Regions from separate parts of the Mus musculus genome. Here all the other regions are linked to region 3. Evidence: chromatin contacts called from public HiChIP or PLAC-seq data. All regions are on one chromosome and are shown on one strand. Each heading gives the region's core, a stretch centred on a gene start, on an enhancer-like site or on the middle of the called end of the contact. The rest is flanking DNA. Distances are from core to core; before and after follow the strand shown. Region 1 overlaps Reck (reversion-inducing-cysteine-rich protein with kazal motifs). Region 2 holds the start of Clta (clathrin, light polypeptide (Lca)). Region 3 holds the start of Glipr2 (GLI pathogenesis-related 2).

What was found. HiChIP or PLAC-seq counts read pairs in DNA pulled down with a chosen protein or histone mark.
Region 1: an H3K27ac HiChIP or PLAC-seq map of the HPC-7 cell line shows a contact between it and region 3, with 10 times the contacts expected there. The contact joins the enhancer-like site here to the promoter of Glipr2 in region 3. A contact is called at or near these places in 2 of 15 datasets of contacts at CTCF or cohesin (CD8 T cells and the NIH/3T3 cell line), 16 of 484 Hi-C or Micro-C datasets (CD4 T cells, CD8 T cells, the HL-1 cell line and 11 more), 12 of 115 datasets of contacts at active chromatin or transcription factors (CD8 T cells, DN3 thymocytes, the HPC-7 cell line and 7 more) and 3 of 9 other capture datasets (adipose tissue, liver and pancreatic islet).
Region 2: a contact with region 3 is called in an H3K4me3 HiChIP or PLAC-seq map of embryonic stem cells, with 5 times the contacts expected there. The contact joins the promoter of Clta here to the promoter of Glipr2 in region 3. A contact is called at or near these places in 2 of 39 promoter capture datasets (cranial neural crest and hematopoietic stem and progenitor cells), 1 of 15 datasets of contacts at CTCF or cohesin (embryonic stem cells), 12 of 484 Hi-C or Micro-C datasets (B cells, CD4 T cells, CD8 T cells and 7 more), 13 of 115 datasets of contacts at active chromatin or transcription factors (the 230-238 cell line, CD8 T cells, the SCID.adh cell line and 6 more) and 3 of 9 other capture datasets (adipose tissue, liver and pancreatic islet).

What each region holds. Positions count from the first base shown.
Region 1 is chr4:43,902,303-43,905,927 of GRCm38.p6, reverse strand. All of the region lies in intron 6 of Reck (reversion-inducing-cysteine-rich protein with kazal motifs), which reads right to left. Among named protein-coding and RNA genes, the nearest start is that of Reck, 29 kb to the right of the region's middle. Within about 2 kb of position 2,072, at least 51 of the 459 cell types and tissues checked have an H3K27ac peak or open chromatin away from gene starts, as enhancers often do. A contact at or near this core is called in CD8 T cells, the HPC-7 cell line, Th1 cells and 5 more, where this site is marked.
Region 2 is chr4:44,002,057-44,005,743 of GRCm38.p6, reverse strand. It overlaps Clta (clathrin, light polypeptide (Lca)), which reads right to left and starts at 1,301. Exons shown (of 6, transcript NM_001080384.3): 1 at 1,044-1,301.
Region 3 is chr4:43,955,527-43,959,701 of GRCm38.p6, reverse strand. Glipr2 (GLI pathogenesis-related 2) reads right to left here and starts at 2,000. Exons shown (of 5, transcript NM_027450.3): 1 at 1,929-2,000. The coding sequence starts at 1,941. It overlaps Gm30377 (a long non-coding RNA gene), which reads left to right. Exons shown (of 4, transcript XR_881223.2): 2 at 2,216-2,312; 3 at 3,319-3,490; 4 at 3,769-3,984.

The sequences.
Region 1 (3,625 bases), core at 823-3,322, 54 kb after region 3:
TTCCCTTCCCTTCCCTTCCCTTCCCTTCCTTTATTGTTTTTTAAGACAGGGTTTCTCTCTACATAGCCCTGGCTGTCTTGGAACTCACTATGTATATCAGGCTAGCCACAAACTCACAGAGACCTCCCTGCCATTGCCTCCTGAGTCCTGGGATTGAGGTATGTACCGCCACACCTGACAGTAGATAACTCTTTAGGGTATAATAGTTAGTGATCCATGGGAGATGATTTGGAAGAGGGGATCTGTTGGATTTTATTTGATTATATCTGGGAAGACTGTACTCAGCAAGAAGTGTAGAAAGATGACGACTGTGTGTTTTGGTGTGTGTGTGTGTTGCATGCCTTTAATGAATCTGTTGTTTAAGGCCAATCTGGTCTACATAGTGAGTTTCAGACCAGCCAGGGCTACATAGTGAAATCTTATCTCAAAAAGAAAGTTGGCAGAGAAGATTCTAGAATTGTCATTAAATAGGAGTAATTAAAGATATGGGGTCTGGGCTAGGGAAGTGGCTTCGTGATAGAGCATGATACCCTGGCCTCTACTCCTGGTACGACAAAAACAAACAACAAAGCATGAGAAAATAAGCCACCCAGAGAAAGGCCATTTAAGACGAGACAAGATCTCGGCTAGTCTGATACGACCAAGACCGTAGGCATACTCTTACACAGCTAAGGTATGGACGAGAAAAGAAAAGAACCAGGAACAAGGACATCAAACAGGAGTTTCTCCTAGGACAATGCTAAACAACAGAGCAGTGCACCCCAGCAAGTCTTACTATGGTAAGCCAGTACTGCAGGACCCAACAGGTTTCGCTCTTTTTGGAGCTCATCAGCTGCAGGTAACGGCCAGATCTGATATATACACCTCTGTGGAGGGTCACCATTCCTTAAGTTTCCCATCACACTCTGCTATTTACTCCAACAACTCTTGGCACTTCCTCAGTGTGAACTGATACATACTTTATATTTAGACTCTTACACTTTGTGTATGTGTAAGAGCAAGTGTGTACCCACTAGGGATCGAGCCAAGGGCTTCTAAGCCACATCTCCAACCTGTGTACTTTTATTAAAATAGCCAAAAGCTGTGTGAGGACAGCACAGCTGTCCAAAGCCTATGCTGTTAGCTGTCCCACCAGAACCACTGCAGCAGACTGACATTACACTACAGCTTAGGGGACCTCCAGCTGCCAGTGACATGGCTGGTTCTGCTTTTTCTGGTCCCTTAGACTGTTCCCCACCTCCCTTCTTTTATGCTTCTAACACAAAGTAACTCTAGAACCACGGTTAATTTGATGCAAACACATCTTTCAGCATACATTTACTGAATACTCGCTGCGGACCTGGCACAACCCCAGCAGGCATAAACAAACACATACTCAACACTGGCGTCCAGGGCAGAGTGAAGTGCACGCTAAAGGTGGTAAGAGTGGGTGAGGACTACATACACATTTCCTTTCTATACAAAAAACATTTCTGGGAACCGCAGGAAATAGATGGCTGTAGAAGATGACATGGGAAAGACTTGATTACATGCTATTCTCAACTGTGAACCACATGAATAATAAAAAAATACAGTTTTACACAAACCTGCACTTGTCACACGTAGCCATGTGCTGGCAGTGGTGCAGACAGCTGTAAGGTGGAACTCGCCTTAGGCTCTGTGGTCTAGGGCCTCTGTGCTGCCTTTATCTTAGCATTCTCACAGACCCAGTGGTCATCAGCAGAACAATCTAGTTATATTAGCATCCATCGCATGCATGCCTCACGACTTAGTGGCAACAGAGGGTGTTGGGTCCTGTAGGGTTAGAGTTACAGATGGTCGTGGGCAGCCATGTGGTGCTAGGAATTGAATCTAGGTCCTTTGTAAAAGCAGCAAGTGGTCTGAACCACCGAGCCTACTCTTCAGCTTCTTAAACCTTAAAAAAAAGGCCAATCTGAGAGATGAGATCTCACCCTGGGTTTTCTTTACTGTTTGTCGCCTTCTTTAAAGAAAACCGTCAAAGAACTACACTGAGGAAAGGAAGTAAGACACAGGAAACGACCGTTCTGTGTGTGGCCTGTCTGGAAAGCCCAGAGCAGCAGTGAGGAGAGGAAGAGGCAGACAGGAGCATGGAGGTCTGCGGGCAGCTGAAGCGCTCACTTCAGTGGCTTGAGCAGCAAATGGGAAGGCCACATTAGGATTTGTAAATTTGTGTGCTACCTTAATGTCCTGAACTAAAATTTAAACTCATAATTTTATCACCATCACCAGGTCTCTGGACATTTTGCTACCTTCACATCCCTCACAGAATTTATCAATGTCTCCTCTGACAGTCAAGGAAAAAATAACAATAATCTGAAATTCTAAAAATTACCAAACTGGTATCCAAAAGAAAAGGTTCACAGATAAGTTGTTGACAAAGATGGTTTGAAAGACCACTATAGGTTATGTCTCATATCTCACAGAAAACAGTTTCTCAGTTTGCTGAGTTTTAATCAGGTTAGTCACAGAGCGGCCTCCCAGTCCCAGCACATTTTTAGTTTACATAAAAGTAATAGGTTTCACCGCGACAGTGTCACACATGCACGTGCACACACACGGATCATTATATTTTGTTCTCACTTGCCCCCTACTCTCTCACTTAATCCCACTCTCCTCTCCAACCATCTTAATGATGCATTATTTCCTGAAATCCTTTTGGATACAAAATTCTAGATTAACAGCTATTTTCTTTAAGAACCATGTAAATAATGTCTTCTGCCTTCTTTTGTTACTTCTGAGAAATCAGCTATTGGTCATTTTTGAAAGAAAGTTTTTTTTAAAATTCTTTTTAATGTAAGTGATGAGGTTGATGACAATGATGCTATAATATGTAGATACAATCTCTTTGGTTGTTTTTTGTTTTGTTTTTTCGAGACAGGGTTTCTCTGTGTAGTCCTGGCTGTCCTGGAACTCACTCTGTAGACCAGGCTGGCCTCGAATTCAGAAATCCGCCTGCCTCTGCCTCCCGAGTGCTGGGATTAAAGGCGTGTGCCACCACCGCCCGGCTGTAGATACAATCTCTTGCAGCCTGGGCTGACTTGAACTCACTTGAGTATGAACCTGAACATAATCCTCCTGAGTCTATCTGGACTCACAGGACAGAAACACTACCCCAGCTTCCGCTATGTTTTTATTTCTTCAATTAAATTTTTATTTTATGAAATTCTTTCCAACTATACTTGCTCTGTGTATTTTCAGGATCTTGTTTCTTACCCATATTAAATATCTTATGGTCTGCATGTGAGAGTCTCTATAGCGCAGGCGCCTGGGCCTATGCTGTTCACTACTGTTCCTACATGTGAATCTCTATAGCAGGCACCTGAGGTTTATTCTGTTCCCCACTGTTCCTGCTGGCTCTTGTCTCATGGCCTTGTTCTCTAGTAAGGTTTGTGATTTTTTTTTAACTGTGAGTTGCTTACTTTCCTTAGAATTTTATCTGTGGGAGCTTTAAGTCTGGAATAAAATTCCCTTCTTCCAGAGAGAATCTGTGTTATTTGTCTTCGGCATCTAAGAAAGGACTACCATTTTAAAATGATTTTAGATACAGTCTCAGCTTGGGATTTTCTAAGCACCTACTTCGTGTGAGTGACTTAACTAGTAACAC
Region 2 (3,687 bases), core at 52-2,551, 47 kb before region 3:
CAACCCATGGTGCTGGCCACCTATGTGGCAGAAGATGGCCTTGTTGGACATCAGTGGGAGGAGAGGCCCTTGGGCCCAAGGGTGTTCGATGTCCAAGTGTAGGGAAATGCCAGGGCGGAGGACCTTCATAGAGGCAGGGAAGAGGGGGTGGGGAGGTCTGAAGGGGAGACCTGGAAAGGGGGAAACATTTGAAATGTAAATAAAGAAAATATCCAATCCAAAAACAAAAAGATTGGAAACCTCTCAAGAGAGAGAAAGAAAAAGAGAGAGAAAGAAAGAGAGAGGGAGGGAGGGAGAAAAGGAAGGAAGGAAGGAAGGAAGAGAAAATAAATGGCCCCATAGGCTCCTAGGGACTGGGCCTATTAAGAGGTGTAACGCCTTGTTGGAGTAAGTGTGGCATTTTCAGAGGAAGTGATTAACTGAGGGGGCAGGCTTTGAAGTCTCAGAAGCTCAAGCCAGGCTTAGTGGCTCATTGTCTCTTCCTGCTGCCTTTGCATCCAGATGTAGAACACTCAGCCAGCTCTCCAGCACCATGCCTGCCTGTGTGCCGCCATGCTTCTCACTATGATGATAATGGACTAAACCTCTGAACTGTAAGGCAGCCCCAATTAAACATTTTTTTTTTAATAAGAATTGCCCTGGCCATGGTGTCTCTTCACAGCAATAGAAAGCCCGACTAACACAGGCATCAAGGGTGTTTCCAATTTCTGGCTTGTAATAATTATCTTTTTAAATTTACTTAATATTTATACCCATAAAAACACTGGAGGCAGGAGCTGTGGTAAAACCCCACTAGCTCAGCAAGGTAACTTTACTTTCTTAACTACAAAAGATCTATTTACAAGCCTGATTCTACAATAAACTGCTAGCTCCTTAGAAATCTTTCTAGCTGTGTCATTGTACTGAGCTAATCTACCTTTCTCTTGAGCTCCTCCAAACCCAAGAGGGCTCCTTAGTTCTTTCCTAGAATCCTGTTTCTCCTATGTCCTGCCCACTGGTTCTCTGAGGTTCCTGCTAGCCCAAAGAACAAATCCCTACCTTACCTGGATCTCCTTCTATGAAGCCAAGCCAAAAAGAGAGAGAGCCCAAAAGTCCAAGTGAGCAGAGCTCTCTCAAAGGTCCATTGCTATAAAAGAAGTCTCTAGCTCCTCCTTACACCCTGGCCAGGCTGAGCAGAGTCACGGACATGGTGGTGGTGGTGACTCCAAGCCAAGTCAGTGGGGGCCAAACCATTTCACCTGTACAGTGGAACAGCTCAAGGCCATCCAGCTGACTTTGCTTCAGGTCATAGAGCAAAGACCACAGACCTCCTCCAAGCAATGTGCCTTGAAATGGGCGGGAACTTTCAATTCTTTAGCATTCTTATCTATCTAGGCCTGTAGAGGCACACCCAAACTGCATCTCTTCCAGACACAACTGCCTCTCACAGACACTGTATCTTTGTGGGCTTTCCTGTTTTGCCAACACACAGGATGTCAATGTACAATCACCAACTACCCAGTGATACCGGCTATCATGAGTAGGACAGCAATGAACACGGCTGAGCAAGTGCCTCTGTGGGTTAGTGGTCCTCAACTTTGCTAATTCTGCGACTCTTTAATACAGTTCCTCACGCTGTGGTACACCCAACCGTAAAGTTCTTTTCATTGCCACTTCGTAGATGTAATTTTGATCCTGTTATGAATTGTAATATAAATATTTGCATTTTCTGATGATCTTAGGCAACTCCTGTAAAAGGGTCATTCAACAACCTCAAGAGGGTTGCGACCCACAGGCATTATAGTTGGGTGCCTCCCAACTACCTTGTCTAACTTAAATTAGCCTGTTTATTCTATCTACATCTGTCACGTGGCCATTACCTCTCACTCGGACCCAGCACGTAATCCTTCCAACTCTGCAACACACAGATCCTCCCGCACATGAGTCTTCCCACAGTCCCTTTCTCTCTACCAGGAAGTCCTGCCTTCTACTTCCTGCCCAGCTATTGGCTCTCAGATCTTTATTAAAGCCAATCAGAGACTGCTTTAGGCAAGTGAAAGAGGACAGAAACACACCTTCACACAGTATACAAAAAAATTCCAACGCTCACCATCAGTAGGTGAGAGTTTCCCTTACCCAATATCCTCACCGCTGTGAGCTGTCATTTGCTTTATTGATCTTGGCTATTCTTACTGGTGTGAGATGAAATCTCAAAGTAGTTTTGATTTGCATTTCCCAGATGACTAAGAATGTTGAATATTTAATTCTAAAGAAATTAAAGATGCTATTTATGTTTCATCTTTTGGAGACTGTATTTATTCTGTGCCCCGTTTTTAATTGGGTTATTTGTTGTCTTGATTTTCAGGAAGAGGTTGTTGTGTTTGGGGGTAGAAATTGGTTTAATTCTTTACATATTTTGGTTTTAGCCCTCTGTCAGATGCGTAACTGGTAAAGATCTTTTTTCATTCTGTGCCTAATTCTTTGTCCAAATGACAGTGTCCTCTGCCTTACAGAAGCTTTCCGTTTCATAAGGTTCCATTCATCAATTGTTGATCTCAACGCCTGTGTTAATGGTGTTCCTGCTCAGGAAGTCTTTTCCTGTGCCAGTGAGTTCAATAGAGTTTCCCATTTTGTCTTCTATCAAGTTCAGGGTATCTGGCCTTGTGTTGAGATCCTTGATGATAGACATGACACAAATCACTTTGCATTCTTCTACATGCAGACATCCAGTTTAACCAGCACCTTTTGTTGAAGATGCTGTCTTTTTTCCAGTGAGTATTTCTGGGTCTGTTAAAAATCAGGTGTTCAATGGGTCTGTACCTTTGGGTCTGGGTCTTTAGTTTGATTCCACTGTTCATCATGCTTGGTTTTGTGCCCACACCGCTTTGTTTGTACTACCATAGTGCTGTAGTCCAACGTGAGACTGAGGATGCTGCGGCCTCCAGCAGTTCTTCCATCATCCAAGATTATATTAACCATCCTGTGTATTTTTGTGTTCCCATATGAAGCTGAAAATCATCCTGTGAAAAGTTGTCTGTGAAGAATTGTGTTGGACTATTGGTGAGAATTGCATTAAATCTGTAGGTTGCTTTTGATAGGATGACCATTTTCACTATATTAATCCTACCAATCCATGACATGGGACATCTTTCTATCTTCTGATATCCTTTTCAATTCCTTTTTTCAATGTCTTAAAGTTTTTGTTACACAAGTCTTTCATTTGCTTGGTTAGAGTTGCCCTAAAATATATATATTTTTTAATTATTGAGAAAGATTCTGTTTCCCTGGTCTCTTTCTCAGTCCATTTGACTTTTGTATATAGGAAAGATATTGGGTTTTGCATGTAAATTTTGTATTCTGCTACTTTGCTGAAAGTGTTCTTCAGCTGTAGACATTTCGTAGTAGAATTTTTAGGTACAATTCAAAGATACTTTGGCTTCTTCCTTTCCTAATTGTATCCCCTGATCTCTTTCAGTTGTCTTATTGTTTTAGCTGTAAATACTTCAAGTACTATATTAAATAGGTATGGCGAGAACAGATGACCTTGTCTTGTTCCTAATTTTAGGAGAAATGCTTTGAGTCTATTTCAACTTAAGTTAATGCTGGCTACAGGCTTGCTGTAAATCACCTCTATTATGTTAAGGTATGTCTCTTTGATCCCTAATCTCGAGAACTTTTATCGTGGAAAGATATTGGATTTTGTCATAG
Region 3 (4,175 bases), core at 751-3,250:
GAGATGGGGGAGAGCAGTAGCAGGAGGTCAGCACATGCGCAGTTCTAGAAAATTGTCTCTTAGAGCAGGAGCTGGAAACTATGTATCTTTAGAGTGGGTGGGGCAGGGAGGGGTGATCTTTAAATCCCAGCACCAGAGAAGCAGAGGCAGGTGATTCTTTGTGAGTTTGAAAGCAGTTTGGTCTCCCTAGTGAGTTTCAGCCTAGACAGAGTTACATAGTGAAACCTTAAAGTAATAATAGTAACAATAAATATCAATCAAGTGAAACATAGCTTTAGAAAATCCCTAGGCTGACTCATGAGTCTGGAGAGGAAGGAGTTAATTTTTCAAGTAGGCTATTTCTCATAAGGCTTTCCCAGGGTAGCTATCACTTGCCCCATCCCCACCTTTCATCTTGCTCTTTTAATTACACGGCATATTTTTTCCATTACAAAGGATCATATGGGACACTGTCTTTGTACAGATGGGTAAACTGAGGCACGGAGGAAGGAAAAAATATGCTTAATATCACATAGCAAATGATCAATAGGTCCAGCATCGAAAGCCAGGCATGTCACTTGGAAGAAAAGCAAGTTAGGACCAGGTCACAAAAGACCACACACCCCATGTATCTCTTGAGTCTAGGTCCTGGAGGATAGACAGCTCCATGAAGGGACTCAGCCATCCTCACCTGAGGCTGACAGCCCACTGACTCCACTGAGTAGTTGTCAACCTGTGGGCTGCGACCCCCTGGGGTTGGTGACTGCCCCCCCCGGGGGGCCACACATCATATAGTATTTATATTCCGAATCATAATATCAAAATTACAGTTATGAAGTAGCAACAATGTAATTTTATGGTGGAAGGCGGGTCGCCAGAAGGTGAGGGACTGAATTAAAGGGTTGTAGCATCAGCAAAGTCGAGAGCCTCTGCTTTAGAGCCTCCCATGAGGCACGGATGATATTCTAATAAATAGGAAGCCTTGATGCCCACGAGGGAGGAAACTGAGGCAAGAAGATCTATTGCCCACCTGTCCCTTATCTATGCAGGAGTGACAACAAATGACACAGGGTGTGGGCTGTCCCTCTGAAGGAGGAGGGAGAGATTATGGATGGGACCCCCTGCTATCACAGGAGTTGAACACAGAAGGATGGGAAGGGTTTCAGGCTGGATGATGGGAGTAGTGAAGACTGGACCGGGACACGGAGGGGAAAGGACCTGAGTGCCTGCCTGCCAGCCAGCGCAGCTGTGTGGCAGAGGGGGTGCTGTCAGTGGCCAGAGAGCCGACAATGGGGTGGAAGGTGACAAAAACAAGGAGCGACAGGAAAACGGCTTTTCAGAAACGTAAACTTTACAGCCACAGGAGTGAGGGTGGGCGGCAGCAGGGCAGAGATCACAGGGGAAGTAGCTCTGCACAGCACCCAGCCTGGCACGGAGGGGCCTCAGGAGGTGAGCGAGAAGGAGACGAAAAGGAGTCTCAGAGCTGCCTTTAGTTGGGTGGAACCAGACTAGTTGCTTCGCAGCCTGGGATGCTGCCACGGTTTGGTGTCTTTTTCCCACTGTAACTTTGTCTTCCTCTGGACAAAGCATAGCCACGCCTAGGCAGGCTCAGCTATCCCCATCAGCGCTTAGAAACCCTCGCTGACGCAATCCCTGGCTCGCAGCCAAAGGGACCCTCCATCTCATTCCCCTCATTCTTTCTCTCCTAGCCGGTGTTCTTACCGCTACCTCCGCGCCACCCACCCCACCCCCTGGTTGAACCAGAAACAGCCGCTCCTCGGAACTTTGCTATGCGCGCTCTCCATCCCGCACCCAGGGATCCCGCATTGCAGCGAGAGTGACAGGGACTTTCCAGGGGCTCCCAGGGGATCATGCTCCAGATGGGGCAGGGTGACGGCGAGGGTCTAGGCGTCATCCCCGCTCCCCGGAGGGCCGTATGGGTGGCTCACCTGATTTGCCCATGGCCTGCTGTGTGCGCTCCTCCGCTCCGCTGCGGCTGCGTTGCGCTGCGCTGGCTAGCGGGGTCCCAGCAGCTGGCCGGGGCCGGGAGGGGCAGGGGCGGCCACAGCCACTCCCCCGGCGCCGCCCGGCCCCGCCTTATAAGGCAAAGGCAGCTGCAGGCGGAGGCGCAGGGGGCCACCCCTAGAATTCATTTGGCCGGGTGGGATTCCGCCGCTGGCTAGGGCGGTCCAGATGTGGATACGAATGCTGATTCTGAGCGTGCCTTGTCTCCTAGAGCAGCAAGTGCGCGCGCAAGACCTAGGGGCGTCCACGCCTTCCCTGTAGTTCCCCACGGTTCCCGCGCGACCGACGCCTGGAGAAGGCCTGGTGAGGTACGGTTCCCTCCGGCGCCACCAGGGGTCGGTAACCTCCCAGACTCAGTCTTTGGCAACACCACCCCCTCCCAGATCCCCAAAGTTCTGCTTCCCCTTCCCAGTGACACCATGCTCCAATCGCAGCTTCTTAGGACCCTGTCCCGCTATGCATCCCCAGGTTGTAACTGAACACTTTCCGGCCCTCCAACTCCAACCGCCCCAGGGTGGTGCCGCTGCCCGACTTGGACCTATCCTCTTGAACCCCACTGCCTTTGAGACCAACCCAAATTCCCCACCTGAGTTTGGATCCAGCACCCCCACATGTTGGCGTCATCTAAACCGAGACCCCCTGGTTAATTCAAAACACATTTTTCTCACCATAAAAAGTTAATGATTCACAGATTACAAGGACACTTTGCCTCCCCCTCCCTGGATACATATATATTTAAAAGATACATTTATTTGGGCCAGACATGGTGGCTCATGCCTTTATTCTTAGCACTTGGGAAACAGAAGCACGCAGATCTCTGTGAGTTAAGATTGGCCTGGTCTAAACAGTGAGACTTTACCTTTGTGCCCTACATAGCCGAGAATGATTTTAAAGTTCTGATCTTCCTGCTTCTACCTCCCTAGTGCTGTGACCACAGACACCCCCAGCAGTACCTATTTCTATGAATTTAAATGTATTTTACTTTTAGGTTATTGTTTGTCAGATGGAGTCTCGGTGTACCTCCCATTGTAGGTCAGGTCTGTACCACCACACCTGGCCAGACCCTGCAGCACGGAGCTCAGATGTATCCAGTAGGTTAGCGCAGAGCTAAATGCACGCCCGCCCACGCCCACCCCCCAGCCATTCCCTCTCTCCATGGCCAGCAAATACACTTCCCACATCCTAGCACTTCCAAGCAGGAGTAGAGTGGATACTGGTACTCATCTGACTTAAACGAGCTTTTAGTGCTGGGTTGGGATTCTGACTCTGTTCAATTCTCTGTTCCATTTTGCCGACAAATTCCGATGGAAATAGTCAAATGACCCAGGAAAAGTCCCTGTCACACCTAGAATCTCTAGAAAGCTATTTCAGAGGAACCAGAACTGCAAGGCCCTAAGGAGACAGCTGAGCACAGAGGAACCGCCTACTGCGTGCAGAGGACAAGCATCAGGCATACGTACACCATGTACAGAAGTGTCACCAGAAGGTGAGTGAGCAGGCTGGAGATCTGGCTAGGCTAAATTCCTGCCTCTGGGCAGTACAGTTTATGGTTGGTGTGCCGTGTGCTCTGTCCACCGGTTTTGCCAGCTGCATGCAGGTAGTGTGCCAAATCGACTGAAGTGCCGTTAAAGCTGATTTCTACTAAGGGCAACTGGGAGGCTGGAGAGGAAGGTAATGCCTTAGCCAGCAAAGACCAGAGACAAGCCATAACAAAGATCAGACACCAAGAGGAGAGATTAACCCAATTTCTGTTTTGTTACCTAGCCTGGGCTCACGTCAAACTAGCCATGTAGCTGAGGATGGCCTGAACTCCTTATTCTCCCGACAACAGCTCCTAATCAGTTTCATCAATTTTTGTTGGGTTTGTCTCACTGAAGAACTTTGAACCGGACCCTAGTGAGCGGGGCTGTAGTGAGAGCCGGAGAGATGGCTCAGCGGTTAAGAGCACTGACTGTTCTCCCAGAGGTCCTGATTTCAAATCCCAGCAACCACATGGTAGCTCACAACCATCTGTAATGGGATTGGATGCCCTCTTCTGATGTGTCTGAAGACAGACAGTTACAGTGTAGTTACATATAATAAATAAATAAATAAATAAATAAATAAATCTTTTAAAAAAATGTAAGAACTTCAAGCCTTGGGGTGTAGCTCAGCAGACTATACTCAGCTTA